Linked DNA regions of Mus musculus: region 1 is linked to region 2. A link is a contact called in public Hi-C data. All regions are on one chromosome and are shown on one strand. The core of a region is the stretch at or near the end of the contact, and the rest is flanking DNA. Distances in the headings are between cores, read along the strand shown. Region 1 overlaps Kctd8 (potassium channel tetramerisation domain containing 8). Region 2 has its middle 240 kb from the start of Gm23605.

What was found. Hi-C and Micro-C count contacts between places; a contact is called where the count stands out from the background.
Region 1: a Hi-C map of cerebellar granule neurons shows a contact between it and region 2, with 2.1 times the contacts expected there. The contact joins two enhancer-like sites. A contact is called at or near these places in 3 of 39 promoter capture datasets (the C10 cell line, liver and pre-B cells) and 1 of 484 Hi-C or Micro-C datasets (cerebellar granule neurons).

Annotation. Positions count from the first base shown.
Region 1 is chr5:69,323,973-69,326,672 of GRCm38.p6, forward strand. The region is part of intron 1 of Kctd8 (potassium channel tetramerisation domain containing 8); the gene reads right to left. Among named protein-coding and RNA genes, the nearest start is that of Kctd8, 16 kb to the right of the region's middle. Within about 2 kb of position 1,364, at least 8 of the 459 cell types and tissues checked have an H3K27ac peak or open chromatin away from gene starts, as enhancers often do. A contact at or near this core is called in cerebellar granule neurons, where this site is marked.
Region 2 is chr5:68,326,085-68,328,784 of GRCm38.p6, forward strand. No RefSeq gene overlaps it. Among named protein-coding and RNA genes, the nearest start is that of Gm23605, 240 kb to the right of the region's middle. Within about 2 kb of position 1,322, at least 19 of the 459 cell types and tissues checked have an H3K27ac peak or open chromatin away from gene starts, as enhancers often do. A contact at or near this core is called in cerebellar granule neurons, where this site is marked.

The DNA.
Region 1 (2,700 bases), core at 114-2,613, 1.0 Mb after region 2:
AAGTTGTATTTGCAGGATCGTGATATGCATAAATATGAATGAGGTTGTATGTATTTTAATATGATTGTTGTCTTTCAGATGTTCTCATATTCAAATGAGATGCAGTGTTTAGGATCCAGGAATGAGTAGAAAAACAGCTAGGTAGCTGAAGTCTAAATGTCTTGACTCTGGAAAGATGAGGTTCTACATGTAACTAGTTATCTGAGGATTAAATGAGAAATATAAGCAAATAAGACTTTGTCTTTTGTTCTGTCTTTACTCTAGGTAATTTATTATAAAAAGTTCTTCATTATAAAATTTCACCCAATAGAACATAATAAACCACATTTTTTATAGACCCAATATAACTTTTGATTGAGACAATTTTGTATCACTACAAAAATAACTTAGATAAATCTCATTAGTATTTTCAAAAATGGGACAACCAAACACTGCGCACTATAGAATATGTTAACCACCTATAAAAAGTCTAGCCAGACACTCTAAAATACTGGTGTTTCACATGTTCGAGTATGTCAGAGTAAAATAACATTTTTTTTTCTGATGGCTTTAACATCACCAGGAATGCAAAGTCAAGATAGAGTTGTGATTTGATAACCGTTAAGTCTAAGAGGTGAATCTGTGGAAAGTGCCATAAACTGTTCTATTTTTTTTTTGCTTGTTTTAATTTTAATTTTAATTTGCATAGTATGTTTTTAACAAAGCAGCGGTAACCGTGAAACCTAAGGAGCCTGCAAAAGTGCAGCCTTAGCGGGGACTGTGATGCTCCTTCCCACAAAGGCAACGCCCTGCTGACTTAGCTGGCACCTTCCCCTAAGCCATTACATTAAAAACTGACTCGCAGAGGGCATAAAGGAGTCTTCACCTCTAAAAACATCATTAAGATGCTTTTGCTTAATTTGCTCTCAAAACCGTCCAGGGGTGCTCCAAGAGTTTACAGGAATTAATTTTTAGCAAAAGAAAGTGCAAGTCTGGCTATGAAAAGCACGGGGCTTTTTAGCCCTTAAAGCAATTCAAAAGCCTCTGACCTACAAACATGTGAAGTGAGCTGTGAAATTTCTGTGGCTCTAAAGAGGCCATGATGCCCAACGTGCCTCAGAGGTGACTGCTGAAGAGGACAGCTAACAGGAAAGAATTTCCCTAAAGAAAGCTAAAGGAATCACAGAGAGCAATAGACAAGGCGGGTACTCAGAGTAAGCATCAAGCACTATGACCCCGGGTTTAACAAGAAATTCACTGTCTCGCAGGAAGGGACATTTGTCCTGCCTGTGTAGCAGCATTTACTGTGTAGATCTGTGGCTGCTGAGTTTTCCATTTGCCCATTCTCAGAACAAAAGCTGTCACTAAAGTCAATGGGACTCTATTTGACAATGCTTACTGAATACATTGGAGACATGTGACATGTTAGCAGAAGTCACCGATGATCACTCTACAGGGAACCTCACATGATAGCACGCTGAACTTGGCAGGAAGATAAAGGCAAGCAGATGAAACTTGAGGCAAGTAATTGCATAAACGGTTCAGTTTGTGGTTGAAAGCAGGAACATGTTAATGGTGGTACTAATGCAGCTGTTGGGTTTTTATTATATTTATTTATGTATTTTTATTTATTTGTGTTATTTTATGAATGTGATAGTTTGGTTGACAATGCCCCCACCCCCTCAGGCTCTGGCAATTTAATATTTGGTCCTCAGAAGACACTATTGGAGATCACTTAGAAATCCTAGCCTTGGTGGAGGAAGTACTTCACTAGAAGTGGACTTTGAGAGTTTAAAGACTCGCTATTTCAAGTTTGCTCTCTCTGCTTCTGATTTGCAGTCAAAGGTATGAGTTCTGAGCTGTTTCCTGAAGCTATGCCCGGCACTTGCTGCCATAAGCTTCTCTGAAATGGTGAGAGACTCATCTCTCTGAAACCACAAGCGCCATATAACAACCCCCTCCATTCTATAAGTTGCCTTGGTTGTTGTATTTTGTCACAGCAATATAAAAGTAACTAACACAATGAATTCCTTAGTGTTGAGGTTAAGGGGAGCTGCATACACATGAGCATGTACATACCAAGGCATACTTAATGTAAGAGGAAACGCAGGTAGAATCAGTTTCCTGCTTCCACCACTTGGATTCCAGAGATGGAGGTCAGATCATCAGAGGATTGACAGCAAGTGTTCTTATCTCCTGAGCCATCTTGGTGGCTCTCAATTGAAACTGTTTTATAGAACAAAGTAGCCAAAAAGATAGATGGCTAGATCCTTGCAAAAAATTTTTGCCATATGCTAATTTACAGAGATCGTGAATCAAAACCTAATATCCATCCATTATGAGGAATTGAAAACATAAATATTAAATTCATAAAGAAACATTGCCTGTATTTGCAATGATTTTGAAGTTGAGTTTTTGAGCTGGGTGAAGATGGGAAGTAGGCTTAAGGGGATACACACACACGCACACACACACCAATGCTTTTATGCAGACTTTTGCATTTTTCACACAGCTCCCTGGCAACATTTAGACAAATGACATCCTTGCACAGCCTGAAGCCCAGCAATTCCCATCAGAGACATATAGTCAGAGGATCCCATATGACCCGATGAAGGCATCATGAAGCAGACCAATTACAGATGATGCTCTAACATGCACCAGCTAAAACAATCTTTTAGATGAGTACATTAAAATAAAGAAATCATGTTTTAAAGCACTCAA
Region 2 (2,700 bases), core at 72-2,571:
TCCTGAAGTGACAGAAGCTGGCAGTCTTCTGAATCCATCGTAAATATTAAATATCATTTACAAAGAAAGATCACGCCACTAATTATATACACATAAAATTGATAGCTCTATTGCTCTATTTACTTTATCCATATAAAATGGGGACAACTATGAAATTTATTTACAAAACTATAAATCATACAGGGTTTAATGGTACTGAAGTGTTAATTTTGCAAAATAAAAGCAAGATTGGAGTTTCATGATGCTTTTTAACAATTTTCATATAGGAAACAAATAGACAAACAAAAACTGACTCTAGTAGGCTGCTCCATAGAGCAGCTAACCATTCCTAAAATATTTAATTAATTGAAATATTAAAAAAAACAACAACATGTAGCTGTTATAATTCAGAGAGAATGAAAGACAGAAAGACAAGACAGAAAGAAAACTTCCCTATATTAAGAGCACTTCTCTTCCTGGATACTTTAAAACTAGACTTTTATTGCTTGAGCACACCAATTCACTACTTTTGAGACATCAATATGCAACAGAAACTTGTGAAAATATTGCTGTCACAAAGATTTACTGTGATGTTTTATCATGATTATCCAGCCTTTGAAGAACACACACACACACACACACACACACACACACACAGAGAGAGAGAGAGAGAGAGAGAGAGAGAGAGAGAGAAAGAGAGAGAGAGAGAGAGAGAGAGAGAGAGAGAAGACAATCAATGTGATTAATGTTTTACAACCACAGGTTGCATTGTCATTAGTTTTAGATATTTTTGTTCTAAAATGGTGGTATTGTGAAGATATAAATAGTTTATGGTGATTGTTGATGTGTAAGAAATCTACCCCTAAAGTATTAAATTACTGTTGTAGAAACAGACCTGTATCCCCTTCCCTTTCTATGCCTTTTTGCAAGATTGAGTTACTTATTTTTAATATATTTTTATTAGATATTTTCTTCATTTACATGTCAAATACTATCCCCTTTCCTAGTTTCCTCTCTGAAAATCCCCTATACCCTCCCCCTTCCCCCTGCTTCTTAACCCACGCACTCCCATTCCTGGTCCTGGCATTACCCTATACTGGGGCAAAACCAAGGGCTTCTCCTCCCACTGATGGCCAGCTAGGCCATCCTCTGTAACATAAAGTTCAGATTCCCCCAGTCCTGTGGGGATGATTTCACAACACATGTGCCAGCATCACACCCCTATGTGACACTTTCTATTGAGGTTCAATCTGGGTTTTATCTGCTTGAGTTGCTGGTCTCAGGCCCGAAACAGACTGGTGCTTCCTGGAACTTGTCCATGTGCTTGGGTACAGTTGCCAGCTCTATTATTAGAAATTAGTCAGTGCATACCTGGTGCTTTACTAAGCAGTAGGGAGACTTAGTTATTGCAATGTGGTTGCTATTCTTTCTTTCTCTCTTGCATACCTTATTTTGCATTTGTGCATTGTCATAACCCTTTTCACTGTTGCCTGAAATGTATTTTTTTAAAATCTGAACTAAAACAACAAAACAAAACAAAACAAAACAAAACAAAACAAAACAAAACCATCCACACTTGTTCTTTTACTGTGTTGCACATCAATTCATTCTCTAGAAAAAGATGCATTGCCTGCTGGTATGAAGCACTGAAGATACATACAAAATTAACCGTGACTTCTACACTTAAAAAATATACAATACAGTAGGCATTTGTGGAGGATAAATAGAAATCTGAAAATTAAAATGTCTTACGGTAGAGATCATGGAAGATGAAGCTGTTTTAATTTGTAACAGAAGAGGAAAATACAGTTGCTGCATAAAGAAGTCAGAGTGGCATGTGACAAACTGGAGAAACTGAGCAGGTCTGCTGGCTTGTATGTGATACAAGAAGAATACAGTCATCACAGAAATTATGAGTGCCTTGGGAAGAGATTTTCCTAGTTACACTTCTATAAGTGTTTAAGGACCCACACTAGACAGTGCTGTGCTCTAGGTAACACTAGAGATGTTTCTAACTCCATAAAGCAGAAGTGTGTGGAACAATTATTAATTTCTCATGACCAGAATGGTCTAGTGTATGGCGAGGTACCTTAGAGAACATTAAGCAGATGCAGATAAATACAGGAAGCCAGGACTTCACAGGGAGAATCTGAGATGTGAAAAGTCCACAGAGGAAATACTCTTCTCATTCTAGTAACATCTGCCTTCTACCTATAGGGCACATCTGGGAAGCAGAGGGAAACCGGAATGCAGGAAGGGTCATGCTGCACGGAGCGGGGTGGAGGGTAGAAATGGGATCGAGAGAGGCACTAAAAGAAAGATGGCAAGGTAAGGTGAATTGAGTAAGTGGGAAATGAAATGCTCTTACTGTTAAATACAGTTTTATTTTTAGGCAAGGGAAAGCAAGGCGTGATCATGAATTCAAAGAAGAAAGTTAAGACAGAAGCACTAAGGAGCAACATCCTATGAATAACTGGCTTGTTCTCAAAAGTATCAAAACCACCAAAAATCAAGAACAAGCTGAAGCCGTCCCTGCTCCCAAGGATACTAGAGAAATATGGAAAATCCATATGGCATGATCCTGACTAACTGTCTGTTTGTTGTTTTTCCTATTGGGCCATTCTTACTGAGCTGACTGATGGAGAGTGAAAGTTTCTGAGGACTACAAGACAGTCAAACCAGTGCCAATTTCTTGATTTGTATCTTATAATCTGGCTATAT